Regions from separate parts of the Bos taurus genome. Here region 2 is linked to region 1. A link is a contact called in public Hi-C data. All regions are on one chromosome and are shown on one strand. The core of a region is the stretch at or near the end of the contact, and the rest is flanking DNA. Distances in the headings are between cores, read along the strand shown. Region 1 has its middle 42 kb from the start of TRNAG-UCC. Region 2 holds the start of ERI1 (exoribonuclease 1).

Region 1 (6,936 bases), core at 1,208-3,707:
TATCTATAAAACTGGTATTGTTTTTAGGAAATATATGCAGATATTTTTTAGAGGCCATCAGTTTGCAATGTGTCATCAGATGGTGCAGGAAAAAATATACATATGAGAGACGGGGGGAAGCAAATGTGATAAAAATATTAATATTGGTGGAATCTGGGTGAATGGCATTTTGGAATTCTTTATACTATTTTTATAACTTTTCTGTAAACCTGAAACTATTTCAAAATAAATGGTAGAGATTAGTGAGGGGGGGGGTGGAAAGGAAAAAATACCTTCTTTTTCAACCTCTCTCTCCCTTTCTTCTGTGTCTCTGTGACTCTCTCTGCAAACCCACCCACAGAAACATGTCTGAAGGAAATGTAGCAAACCTGTTAACAGTATTTATATCTAGATGGTGGGACACTACATTTAAAGTTAATCTTCTTGCAAAGGCAGCAAAAGCAAAAAGTCAACAAGTGGAACTACATTAATCTAAAACGCTTCTGCACCAAAGGAAACCAAATGATTAGGAAACAGCGAAGTGAAAAGGCTACCTACCAAATGGGAGAAAGTATTCACAGGTCATATATCTGATAAGGGATTAATTTCCAAAATCTATTAAGAAATCATGCAACTCAGTAGCAAAAATCAAATAATCTGATTAAAAGTTGAGTAGAGGATCTGAACATTTTTCCAAAGAAGACATACAAGTGGCTGAAGGGTCCGTGAAAAGTGCACAACATCGCTAGTTATTAGAGAAATGCAAATCAGAATCACAATCAGACACCACGTCAACTGTCAGAATGGCTATCTTAAAAAAGACAAGACATAACAAGAGCTGGCGAGGCCGTGGAGCAAAAGGTAACCCCTGTGCACTGTTGGTGGGAATGTAAATTGGTGCAGCCACTACGGAAAAAAACAGTTATGAATGTTCCTCAAAAAATTAAAAATGACCATATGATCAAGCAATTCCACTCCTGAGTATTTATCCAAAGAAAAACACTAATCAGAGAAGATACATTCACCCCTAAGTTCACTGCAGTATTATACACAACAGTCAAGATATGTGAGCAACCTCAGTGTCTACTGACGGATAGATAAGAAAAAGCGAAATATACATATATCTGTGTATTATGTGTATGTATGCATATGTATGTGTGTATATATATGTATGTGTATGCAGAGGAATATTATCTAGCCTTAATGAAGAAGGAAATCCTGCCATTTGTGACAACATGGATGAACCCTGAACATTATACAAAGTGAAGTCCAACAAAGAGAAATATGTATGTTCTCATTTATATGCAGAATCTAAAAAAAACACAAAAAACCTCAGAAAAACAGAGAATATTATAGTGAATGCCAAGGGGGTGGGGGAAATGCAGAGATGTTGGTCAAAAGGTCTAAACGTCCAGTCATAAGGTGAATAAGCTCCAGGGGTCTGATGCAGAGCATGGTGACGAAAATTAACAACACTGATTGTGTTCTTGAAAGTTGCTGAGCGTAGATCTTAAATGTTCTCACCATAACAACAACAAGGTAACGATGTGAAGGTTGCAACTGACCTAACTGTGAACTGCGCCATTTCTTGTTGTTCAGTCACCAAGTCATGTCTGGCTCTCCGCGACCCTGTGGACTGCAGCACGCCAGGCCTCCCTGTCCTTCACCATCACCAAATCTACACCTTAAACATGGACCATGTTATATGTCAATCATATCTCAATAAAGCTGGGGGGAATAGAAAAAATAATAGAGTAAAATTAATCTTGTTTATGCTTTTATGTTTTACACATACTCAGCCGTGTGTATTTGTTCTTACAGAACATTAGCGATTTTAGAAAACGCCAGCAAGGCTGGGGCCCCTGGTCCGCCCTCCTACCTTGCGGGAGTCGGCTGTTTACATTATCACTAACTCTCCCAACGTGGTTACACCCATCTGGGCTCTGCCAGCAGCTGCGGAAACGCCAAAATAGTCCTCAGTGGGGTCTTGATCGTGAGACAGCTGTGGTCTCAAATGACTGGGAGTGTCACGTGATTCTCCCCTGAGGCCAGGACGATACTGGATGACAGAAGAAACGCTAAATACGGCAACGTGCACACTCTTTAGGACAGAAATGCCCTGTTCACTTTCTGGGGGCAGCAGAGTTCCAGAGCGATGAACTTGGCGTTCATCTGCACAGTTCACGTGTCACTGATTTTTTTAAGCAAATTATTATTTATTGCCAGTTTCTAGAACATGCCATCTCAATCTTTGGGTTCCCTGGAAAAACTACTCAAATTCTTCCCCTGTTAAAGTTTTTAAAATAAATTAAAAGCATTTCTCACAGTGTTGGGCATACATAATAGCTAAGAAATGTTCCTTTAATGAGCTAATTGAAAAATAAATTGAAAAATTGCGAGTGACTGGTGTGAGGAGAGAACTCTGCAGTCTGGGTTTTAAAGTCTGGATTATGCAATAGGTTGGACAGTTTCTGGCCAACTTGTTTAGCAGTTTTCCAGTTTCTGCCAGTTGGAGGGGACTCCAGTGGGTCACAGCGTTTTCCTGACTCCAGGCAGGGAACTGTCGACATGTCGGAGTGTAGGCTGCTCTCCAACATTCCCCAGAAGAGCTTCCACAGCTTAATGCCAAAGGACAGTCTAAGTTCAATACCACTGAAAATTTGGTCTTCACAGATCAAACTCTTCATACCACGAAGGTGGGTCTTCATTTGTGATTTCAGAGAAAGTCACGTGTTCAATTACTCGAGATTCCTTTCATTCCCCTTTTGTCACTGTGAGATCAGTCTCTGAATTTATTCACAAAGGCTGCCACCATTCGAGTATGGAGACAAATTCTTAACCCCTCATTAGGGGAGTTAGATGTGGGTTTTCTATTAATTCCATTTCTGAGCAACCTCTCAGCTTGACAGGGACAACCCAAGATATACTCTTTGGTAAAACGGTGTGCTCTTTGGGAAAACTCAACTTATTCTCTGATTATTTACAAAATGCTTAAGACATCAAGATAGTCTTTCAAACTACACTTTGGAAAATTTAACTTCCCAAATGTTAAAAAAAAAAAAGAGACGTATGACAGTGAGCATTATTCTGTTTTGAAATGTGGCATTATATTTAATCTCTTTTCAGAAAATAAATGGAAATCACGATGTGAAATTATATGTAAAGATCTAACACGATTGGAAAATACATAGCTTTAGGGTCTTAGAATTCAAATGTATCTCTGCTGTTGGCATCAACTTTCCTTCTGTCATGAGTATTCATAATCTCATCACCTTTCAACAAACAGAATAACCAACCCATAGAGCTATTAATATTTACCCTGGGTTGGGAAGATCTCCTGGAGTGGGAAATGGCTACCCACTCTGGTATTCTTGCCTGGAAAATTCCATGGGCAGAGAAGTCTGGCAGGCTGTTACAGTCCATGGGGCTGCAAAGGGTCAGACATGCCTGAGTGATTGAACACACACAGCTATTTAAGGTGACATATATGTTGGCTCATTTAATCCTTCCAGTAATCTTATGAAGAAGGTACTGTTACGTTCTCTTTACAGATAAATAAGCACTGAGAGTCAATCGCCTAAGGGATACAGTTAATAAATGGCAGAGCACAGATTCAAAGCCTTGATTCTGACTGTCGAGTATGAGTTTTTAAGTTATTGTATTTTGTTCTGTCTGAATTAACATCAGAGGCAAATTGTAATTTCAAGCTCCTTTTCCTTGACTCCTGGCATCATACATGGGCCAGCTCTCCTTTCCCTCACCCACTGGTATTTGGTAAATGCTTACCATCCAGCTCTCTGAAAAGCTCATATGTAGCATTTGCCAGTTTCCATGGCCAAGTTCCAAGTGGTTAATTTCAAATTACCAAGAGATGTGTAATACAGGCTCATTACCTAATTTATAAAGATAGAATATAACCTCAAAAAGCACAAAGACAGTAAAATGTCAAAAAATAGATAATTAAATTTGGAGTATTTGTTTTAATATAACCTACTTAATTAAACATTTATATAATCTAATTCTAATTTTTAAAAATGTTAATTCCTGAAAATTTAGCAATTGGCTCTCAACAGCCAGTTCTATCAGATGCTATATTTTCTGGAAGTATTTTTTAAAGGAAAATTGGGAGAGTGGTGAAATTAAAACACTGGGCTACAATCTCAAGGGTGTCTAATTCTGAGCCCTCCTCCAGATAAATTTTTGGGGTTACCAAATTTGAACTGTGGTGTTGGAGAAGACTCTTGAGAGTCCCTTGGACTGCAAGGAGATCCAACCAGTCCATTCTAAAGGAGATCAGCCCTGGGTGTTCTTTGGAAGGAATGATGCTAAAGCTGAAACTCCAGTACTTTGGCCTCCTCATGCAAAGAGTTGACTCATTGGAAAAGACTCTGATGCTGGGAGAGATTGGGGGCAGGAGGAGAAGGGGACGACAGAGGATGAGATGGCTGGATGGCATCACCAACTCAATGGACGTGAGTTTGAGTGAACTCCGGAAGATGGTGATGGACAGGGAAGTCTGGCGTGCTGCGATTCATGGGGTCGCAAAGAGTCGGACACGACCAAATGACAACTGAACTGAGCTAAACAGAACTGAACTGAAACTCCTCTTCGGGGAGAGCTTAAGGGGTGGGTTTACCCTGGCTTGCGGAGAATTTTGTGGTCTGCTGCGCCATCTGGTGGTTAAAGCTTGCAATTGCTATGCTCCCTGCTGCCATCCTGTTGGCCTGGGTCTGCTGAGAATTTTGTGGTCTGCTGCGCCATCTTGTGGTTACAGCTTGCAATTGCAATGTTCCCTGCAGCTGTCTTTTGCTTCAGGGTGCAAGTCAGATAGGGAAATTCTTTACCCACTAGCATTTTCAACTATTAATTAGTCTTCCAGTGAGTAATTTGACTCTTTTCTCCCATTCTAAGGCCTTTAAGATAAAGTCCCAGGAGTTGGGCCAAAGGCAGGACTTTTGTCCTCCACTGAAATTACCACCCCAACTCCAGAGCAGAGGAGAGATCTCCAGGCCTACCTTATAAATGTTAATCAGGATATATCTAACGTCCTAACAAACATCCCGAAGTTCTTGTCACTCTTCCCTAAGAGGCTGACAGGGTCCTCAGCAAACAGATCTTCACGCATTCCATCCTGATATCTCACAGATGCCCAAACTGAAGGCACAACCCTATCGTCCATCCCAGAACCCCGCTCTCTCCATCATGGACCCCATCTCATGACATACATTTAAGATAATAAAAGTGTACAGGTAAGAGAGACGTGATCTGAAGGTCACCTTTTGGTTGTGCTAATCCACACCACCAGTCTCTTTAGTGTGATTTTAATGTCATTGAACCCTAACCATATATCGGGGGCAGGTGTCTTCAAGCATTCTAACCCCCTTCTTCACTTCTGTATTTCTACTGGGATATTAATTCATTCACACAACTGTTGTCTACTGGGCACACATGTGTGCTGGTCACTTGGCTGAGAGATGTGGCTCAAGGAGACGCAGGGTAAGTCCCTGCACCTGAGGGCTCCCCAGGGTTGCGGTGGAGGCGAAGGATTGTATTTGGAAGCATCAGTGAAGCAGCATCTGTGCGTTCCAGGGAACAAAAGCAATTGACTGGAAGCAGGAGGACCAGGGACAGCTTCCCGGCGGAGCATCTAAGGTGACCTTGAAGTATGTATAGACTCTGGACAGAGGGAGAAGACAGGGAAAGAGGAATCAAGGCCTGAAAGCATAGACTGGAGGATTTTCAAAGGAACAAGCAGGGCACTTTGGCCAGAGGAAAGAATGTCCATGAGGCAGAAACAATGAGCCACAACACGAAACCAGGCTGGGGACCGCCCTGAATGGTCTCCATTACCACGCGGGAAATGGACTGCGTGCGGGGGTAATAAAATGTGAGCCTTTCAGTGTTCTTGAGCAAAGGAGAGAATCAGATCCACGGCTAAAGGAGTTGTCTGTTCAAGCTTTGCTGGGCACAGGTGCCAAATGTGGGCTTATTTTCTGCCAGGACACAGGACAATTCAAGCTCGCGGTCTAAAAATGATAAAGACATGGACATTTTTAGCAAGAGAGGAAGAGCCCTGCTCACTACACTAGCCACTTCCGGCAAGTCTTGTCCCACAGAATGAACTGTGTGTCAATAAAAGGGGAGGAAAGGTGATGGAGCAAAGGAAAGCAAAAATACTAAAAAGAAAAATTATCTAAATCACAGAGGAGGAGGAAGTACAGGAAGAAGAACAGATGAGGGGGAGGGGAGGGGAGGGGAGCAGGGGGAGGGGAGGGGAGGGGAGGTTCTCCCCCACAGTGTGAGAAATGACAGGTCTTGAACTTGGGCAGCAGGAATGATAAGACGGAATCTGCAGGAGAAGAGCTGATGGCTTTCACTGCTGTGGAGCCTGGGAGCTAGAGAATTTCAAAAGACTCAGAGAGCATTGCTAGAAAAGTGATTTGATAAAATACCATGCAAGATTTAAATGTTCTTACCTATGGATCTAGTCATTTTGCTTCTAGGAGTTTATTCCCAAATAATCACAAATGAGCATAAAAACGTGTGTAAAAGATGCTCATCACAGTAGAGGTGTAGCAGAAAATAACTTGAAACAACCAGAGAAGATACACACATTTTGATACATTTAGAAGAGGGATATATTTAAAAAAATCATGTTTATCAAGAATGTTTAATGACCTGGTTAATGCTTTTGATAAATATAATTATGTTATGTTTTTTAAAACCTGGATTCACAGTGTAGAGTATGATTCTAGGATTTCCCTGGTGGTCCACTGGTTAAGATTCCACACTTCTATTGCAAGGGTGCATGGGTTCGATCCCTGGATGGGAAACTAAGGTCTGATATACCACACAGTGTGGCCAAAAAAAATAAAACAAAAACTTCATGTGTATAGAAAGAGAAGAAAATACATGCAAGAAAATATTAATATTAACTCTGGCTATTTCCAAATAGTA
Region 2 (6,936 bases), core at 1,593-4,092, 220 kb before region 1:
TCCTGATGACTCAGGGACTATCTCTCACTCTTAGCTCTCCATTTACTGTAACACACGTTTAGCAGACAGTGCTAGAAATACTCCCATCTCCTCTGAGGAAGAGGTCAGGAATTCCAATGTATGAACTGTCTGTAAAGTGAAGAATAATTATATTGAAGTTACTTGATAATAAATGTTTTAGAAACCTTATTTCACAGATCTTTGACTTAAAGGTAAAGAAAATAATTTGCTTTCAATAATAAATTTACAATGCTGGGCTACTTTATCATTAGAATATAATCAGGATTCCTAATTCATCCTTTGTCTTTATACTTAGAGTGAATTTTAAACTCCATCTTCAATCAGGTTAAAATTTAGATTCTACACTGAACAACAGTTTGCCTACCAAAACAGATGTCTCAGTCAATTTAAGTGACTTTTCTCTTTGGTTAAGTCCTCTCTCCTACTCACATGCTTTATTTTTATCTAAACTGTAGTTACAAAAATTACCCACACGTAAGAGGCCTCTTCTAAATATGTTATAAATCATGATTTCAATAAAGAAAGTTCTGTCTCCTCCCCTGCGTCCAACTCTAGTCCTCCTCCTTCGGTGAAGTTCAGGACACGGTCAAGGTGCAGTTCTCACAAACTTCAGTCTACACAAACTTCCAAAGAAAGTCATTCAAGACAATCCACTAAGAAGCAGAAAGTATTTAAAACCCTATATGTATTATGAATCTACAAAAACACAAGGTTAGTTTACCACGTAATACACGGATTGACAACGGCACCCTCCCCAATGTCTCAGTCCATCTGTCCAATGTCATGAAGTATCAGCCATACAATGAGGAAAGTAAGCACAGACTCCACTGTATAGGAAGGAATATTCAACTTCATGCTACTTTGACATTTTGCAATTTTCACATGTCCCAGTAAATGGTTACATAGGTTATATTATCTCAAATGAGAGTATCTTTACAATATGGAAGCAACCATGATCAAAAGAAACCTTTTCTGTGGCAAGAACATTTAGGAAATAGATGTTTTGGAAACATTTCCATTATTTTATTGCCCAAAAACCCCCTGCACATTACCTATTTTTTAAAAAAGCCTCCGAATCTACACATTACAGAAATTAAAGGCAGAATTAAACTTGATTAAAATCCTTCCCAAAGAAGAGTTCTGATGAAATCTGAACCTACTTCATTAAAAACATAAAAATGTAATACCTATTCATTTATGAGAACACTTTTGTTGATATAATGAAAATTTACTTAGCTGAAATCCAAACTTGCTTACTTAAGCCTGAAAACAAAAGGACTGTATCATCATTTATTAAAAGCATCCAACAACAGGTTTTTAACAAATATGACAGTCACTAAAACCAACCAGGAACACAGATTCAGGCCTTGAGTCACTATAGCTCAAAGTTTGTTTTTTTTTTTAGCTCAAAGTTTTAAGATATTTAAATAAAGTAAAGTGTATTCAATCACGCTACTCTCATTAAACATAAACTTTAAAAAATTATTTTTGTACCAACTCACATGATGATGTTATTGACAGTATCTTAAACTGAAGAAGGATGGTGGAGTAGAAATGGTTCTTTAGAGAGAAGAGATATGGAGCCCTCTTTGAAAGTAGCATCATAAGGTGAACCAGATAACTGTTCCAAGACTCAGGGCAAAGAAAGCACACAAAAGACCTTTAACAAGAAAGACCACCCACCATAACACCAAGGATGGTGGCCACTGAGAGCAAAAGGGAAGAGGTACAGCTAACAATGGAGGAAGGAGCCAAGTCCTGGGGCCAGCAAACTGAAGATTCAGGATGGGAGAAACCCAGTCAGATTCATGTTACTAAAGATTATTCCAGCTGCTATGTGGAGAATTGGCTGTAGGTGGAAAGAGCAGAAGTCTGGACGCCTCCTCCAACTACCCACACTACGAGGCACTCAGCATTTGTATATTAATAGAAAATGACCAGTTTTGGTATTATTTACAGTCTGCAGCTAGTCAACAATAATTATACCTATCAAAGAAGACGATTAAAGACGTTTTAAGACCGTCTTTACAACTTTGTCACTGTAGGATCTACTACTGAGCTGTCAAAATCATTAACATCATTCATACATTATGTTTATACGAAGCAGGAGTAAAATGGTCCAAAAACCAGAGACGAAGTTCCAGCCAACAGGCACAGTTACCTTCTGCCAAGGCTGGGAGATGGCCTTAAAGGTCTTAAGGAGTGATACACTTAGAGCTGGGGTGAGATTTCTAAAAACATAAACTACCAATTACAGACTAGGGCTACCCGGAATGACGACAGCAACCGTGTAACCGATTGTTAACTCAGCAAGTTTAGAGCAGAATTCCCACCCAGAACGTCTAAAACCTCAGTTCGCACACTCAGTTCGTCTGGGCTGTTGACTTACTTCCAGACGGTACCTGGGACTAGAAAGGGCTCAATGACAACTATCCCCAGAGAACGGCTCCCGGAGTTGAGGCCAGGGAAGGCGGCCGGGGCTAGGGTCCCAGGGCGCACAGGCTGCGGTTCCCGCGGGAAACCCTCTTAATTCAGGGGCACGCGGGCGGATTCTCACCTCAGGATTCGGACGCTGGGCTTCGTCCCCGCACTCCGACCCGGGAGACGCGCGCCGCGCGGGAGCCACGGCCTCGTCGCCAGGCTGGAGGGTCTGCTCATCCTCCATGTCGCGTGTCACGTCAGAAGGGAGCTGCTGGAGCCTCCACTCGCTCAGTCTCACCCGGCCAACCTCGAAAGCCTCGACTTTCTCGGTTGAAAAATTACCGGGCTCGCGTTCCCGCGGCGGCGTCCACACAAACTCGAGCGGGGACCTCCCACTTCCGGGAACGTGAAGCGTCCAGACGCCGCGCAGGCGCAGTGAGCCGGCGCACGGAACGCGAGGGCTTCCGTTGACGGGGGCTGGAGAAGCGAGGAGGGAGGGGCAAAAAGAAAGATGGGAGGAGCCAAGCGGGAGGGAGGCGCGCGCGCGGGAGAAACAGAACGCTGCCGGCGCGGAGTGGAGGCTACGCCAGGTTCCGGACTCTGGTGCCTGGAGGAGACCACCAAAGGAAATGATCCATCACCATCTCCTGAGAAGTAAGCGAGGATTGCCCTTGAGAGAGGTGAATTTTAACCACAGAGAATAATCTTTATAAAGCAATCTGCGTTTTCCGTAAGGCATTTAAGACGCCCACTACTGGACAAGAAGAAATAGGTCTGAAACTATTAAGAAACTGAGCAAAGTATGTGAAAATAACTGTTTTCAGACATCGGACGGCAGGCAGTTCCAGTCCTTTTACATGAAAGAAGAGAAACAAATGAGATGAGCCAGGGATGAGCCGGGTTGACCCTGGCTCTCTGTCCAGAGGCAGTTTCCAGTTTGCAAGTACAAGGGGAACTTAAGCAGAGCCTAGGGTCTCCCTGAGAAGACAGGTCTTACCAAATGAAGTAGACGGGGATTGGATTTTGGGGAGACCAAATTGGTTGGAATTTATAAGGCCGAGTTCATGGAGAAAAAGCTTCAGAAATCTGCATCTTTAACTGAATAAAAATCAGTGAATATGTTCTGTGACTATTTCACAAGGCCAGGAAAGATCATGGGGAAGCAGTAAGCCAAACAATTTTCACAACTCACAGGACAAGGAATCATTTGAGTTCCCTGGAGCTAGAGTGGGGAGACTGTTGAATACAGTTGTTGAATGGAATATGCAATAGAGACCCCCGAAGTGTCATGCCTTAGTAGTGACTAGCCCTAGACTCTGGGGTCTAAAGGAAAAGCTATTTAGACCCTTCAAAAGCTTAAAGAGAAAAATCTTAAAAGTAGCTGGTGAAAAAAGGCACATTATGCACAGAGAAATAATAGTAAGTTTTCATAGACTTCTCATTAGAAACTGTGCAAGCCAAAAGAAAATGAAATGACAACTTAAAAATGCAAAACAAATATGTCAGCTTGGAATTCTATACTCCACAGGATGAAACAAAGACTTTTTCAGACAAACAAGTCCAGGAAGGCCACATCCTGAAGCAGCACCATCCCAGCTGACCTGCAGACAATGGGAAAAGAATTAAATGCTTATTGTAAGCCAATGGGGTGGTTTGTTATTCTGCATTATTATAAAAATAATTAATGAGTATAGGATCACTTCTAGGCACATGGCAGTGGGTGAGGACATATAATTCCCTAACGGCAAAAGGGACACAATTGGAAATCTACCACTGATTTTTTACTTTTGGAATCACCTGCTTCTTTCTAAGTGGACTGTATTTTTTCTCTTGTAACTGCAGACTCACCTTTGTGTTTATAAACAAAGGTTTATAGACTTAAAAATCACAAAGATTTCTAAGGCACAACTCTGATCATTTCTTTTTCCTAGGGTTTATTTGTTTTCTTTTCAGATAATGATTGTGAGTCTTGACATGCAACTATAGAAAATTAATAAGAATTGCTGATTGCATCTCTCTCCAAGAAAAAATGATCCAGTAAACACTTACCAGGATTCATATTATGTGAACATTAGTAAGTGCTAACTACAAATTGTCTGCTTGAACTTTTTGATTTGATTATTGTATCTCAGTTGTTAAGATTCACTATAAGGATTGATTGATATTTATCAATAAATTTATCAATCAATAAATCAATTGATCATTTATCTACACTTCAGATGATGAGCTATACCTTAGTACTGTTGCCAGTATCTATGGGAACGCTAAGATACAATAACCATTCATTCATTCAACAAAGATGTATGGAGCACCTTCTACCTGCCAGGAATGAGCACTGAACAAAATGACAAAAATTCTGCATGAGTTTATGTTCAGGAAGTGGAATAAAGACAACAAACAAAAGAAATAAGCAAAACATTTACATATGGAGGAAAATTAAGCAGGTAAGAGGAAGGTGGGGATGATTCTGTGGGAAAGGGTCTTGCAATTGTAAATAGAATGGTTATGGGAGGTCTCTTTGATGATGTGCTACTTGGGCAAAGGCCTGAAGGAGGGAAGGAGCCAACTTTGAGGCTCTCTGAGGGAAGAGAATTGCAGGCAGTGCAAACAACAAATGAAAAGGCCCAGAGCTGACAAAGTGCCTGGAATGTTCAAGAAATACCACCATATCTCACGCTTTCCTTTCACTGTATGGTATCAGCATGCAGGAGACCCATGTTTTGTAAATGGTGATTTTGCTGTTACTCTCCAGGTACACCTAGGGAAAAGTCCCAATGATTCCAGTGCCTTCCACCTAAGAAAATGACTTCCCCAAGTTGGACAGCTCAAGGAGGAGAGCCTCCCTAAATGTTTCAGGTATGGCCCAAGCCTAAAAGGGGTTTTAGAATCAGTTATTCTCTTACTAACCCCAGTGAAAAACATACCTGCTTTCATTTAGTGTTAAAGTCCCGGGATGAAACCACTGTCTATGATAGATCTGTATGTTGAATACCAGGTTTTGTAAATTGTTCTAGACTGAACTAAATATGTGATCTTTGGCAGAGTAGAATGCCATTTGTTTCTGAGTGGTTTACCCATGGCTGCCTGGTGCCAATATATGTTTAGTTCTATATGTTTGGGTTTGTATCTGAGCTCTGTCCTGTTAGTCCGTGGTGTCTGTTCTTACACCCTTCCCACACTATTTTTATTGCTTGACTCTGCAATATGTATTAATATCTGATAAAACAAATTCTCCCTCTTTTTCAAGACTAGCTTGACTCTTTTATGTTTTTGGTCTTTCATGTACATTTGAGGATAAATTCATTGGTACTTAAAATCCAATAAAGCTTCTCATTAAAATTGAATTCACTAGATTAACCTGAAGAGAACTGACATAATAAATCTTTCTGTTGAAACATATGACTGTTTATTCAGACCATGTTGTATGCTTTAAAATTTTTATAGTTTTCTCCATAGAAGTCTTGTCTGTTCTTGGTTAATTTCCTAGCCACATTATGGCTTTTGTTATTGTTATGAATGGTATATTATCTTACATTATACTTATTTAGGTTGGTTATTTGTGGTAAGAAAAAATACTATTGATTTTTATAATGCCTAAACTCCCTTATGAATTTTAATATTTTTTTATTCTGTTGATTTTTTCCTAAGATGGCTGGTCGTATTTTTATAAATGTTTTAGCTTTATTTTTCCTACTTTTATACACCTTTATCTTTTTCTTTTCTTACTGCATTTTCCAGAAGTCTTGGTAATTTGTTAATAGTAATGATACTGATGCTGAACTCATGGGAATCGCATATAGAATCTCTCTGTTTAATGTAACAATTTCTGCAGGTTCCAAGGTCTTTTCCTTTATTACTTTAAAATATTACTTTATTTTTTTCTTGAATCTAGTATTGTTTCAAAAGTCTGATACCAATGTGATTCCTGATCTTTTTAGGTATCTGTTCCCTTTTCCTGAGAATTCTACATCATTTATTTTTGTTGATGATATTCTTAAATTTCACTAATAATGGATCTAGTTAGGGATCTCTTTTTAAAATCTGTTTGAATTTTTTTTTATTTCTTTCAATCTGGGATCCTTCATTTTTCTTTCATTTAGGAAAATTTACCTTCTTTATCTCTTTAAATATATCTTTTCCAACCCCCCCCCCATTTTGAATCCATAAAATCTAGATACTGGCATTATGCTTCTACCTTCAATACCCTCCATATCACATATCATTCCTTTTATGTTTTCCATATCTTTATTTTTTCCTGTAGCTGCCTGGGAAAGTTCCTCAATCTGATTTTACAGTTTCTAACTCACTTTTTAGCTGTATCCTCTGTGCCATTTTACCTATTTGTTGCATTTTCCCTCTAATTATTTTATTTAGTCAAAGGATAACCCAGGGACCTTTAGTTAATTTGCTTCAGCCATTTAGTCACATGAGGAAGGCAGTCATTACACTATTGTTAAGAAACAAAGGCAAAAACAGGATTTAAAACACAAAAGA

Evidence for each region. Hi-C and Micro-C count contacts between places; a contact is called where the count stands out from the background.
Region 2: a Hi-C map of skeletal muscle shows a contact between it and region 1, with 9 times the contacts expected there. The contact joins the promoter of ERI1 here to the enhancer-like site in region 1. A contact is called at or near these places in 3 of 11 Hi-C or Micro-C datasets (liver, skeletal muscle and an unstated tissue).

What each region holds. Positions count from the first base shown.
Region 1 is chr27:24,834,107-24,841,042 of ARS-UCD2.0, reverse strand. No RefSeq gene overlaps it. Among named protein-coding and RNA genes, the nearest start is that of TRNAG-UCC, 42 kb to the left of the region's middle. Within about 2 kb of position 2,457, at least 8 of the 102 cell types and tissues checked have an H3K27ac peak or open chromatin away from gene starts, as enhancers often do. A contact at or near this core is called in liver and skeletal muscle, where this site is marked.
Region 2 is chr27:25,057,508-25,064,443 of ARS-UCD2.0, reverse strand. It overlaps ERI1 (exoribonuclease 1), which reads right to left and starts at 2,842. Exons shown (of 7, transcript NM_001038192.2): 1 at 2,579-2,842. The coding sequence starts at 2,686. It overlaps LOC101904042 (a long non-coding RNA gene), which reads left to right and starts at 2,993. Exons shown (of 5, transcript XR_815985.4): 1 at 2,993-3,096; 2 at 3,971-4,077; 3 at 4,374-4,886; 4 at 5,195-5,298.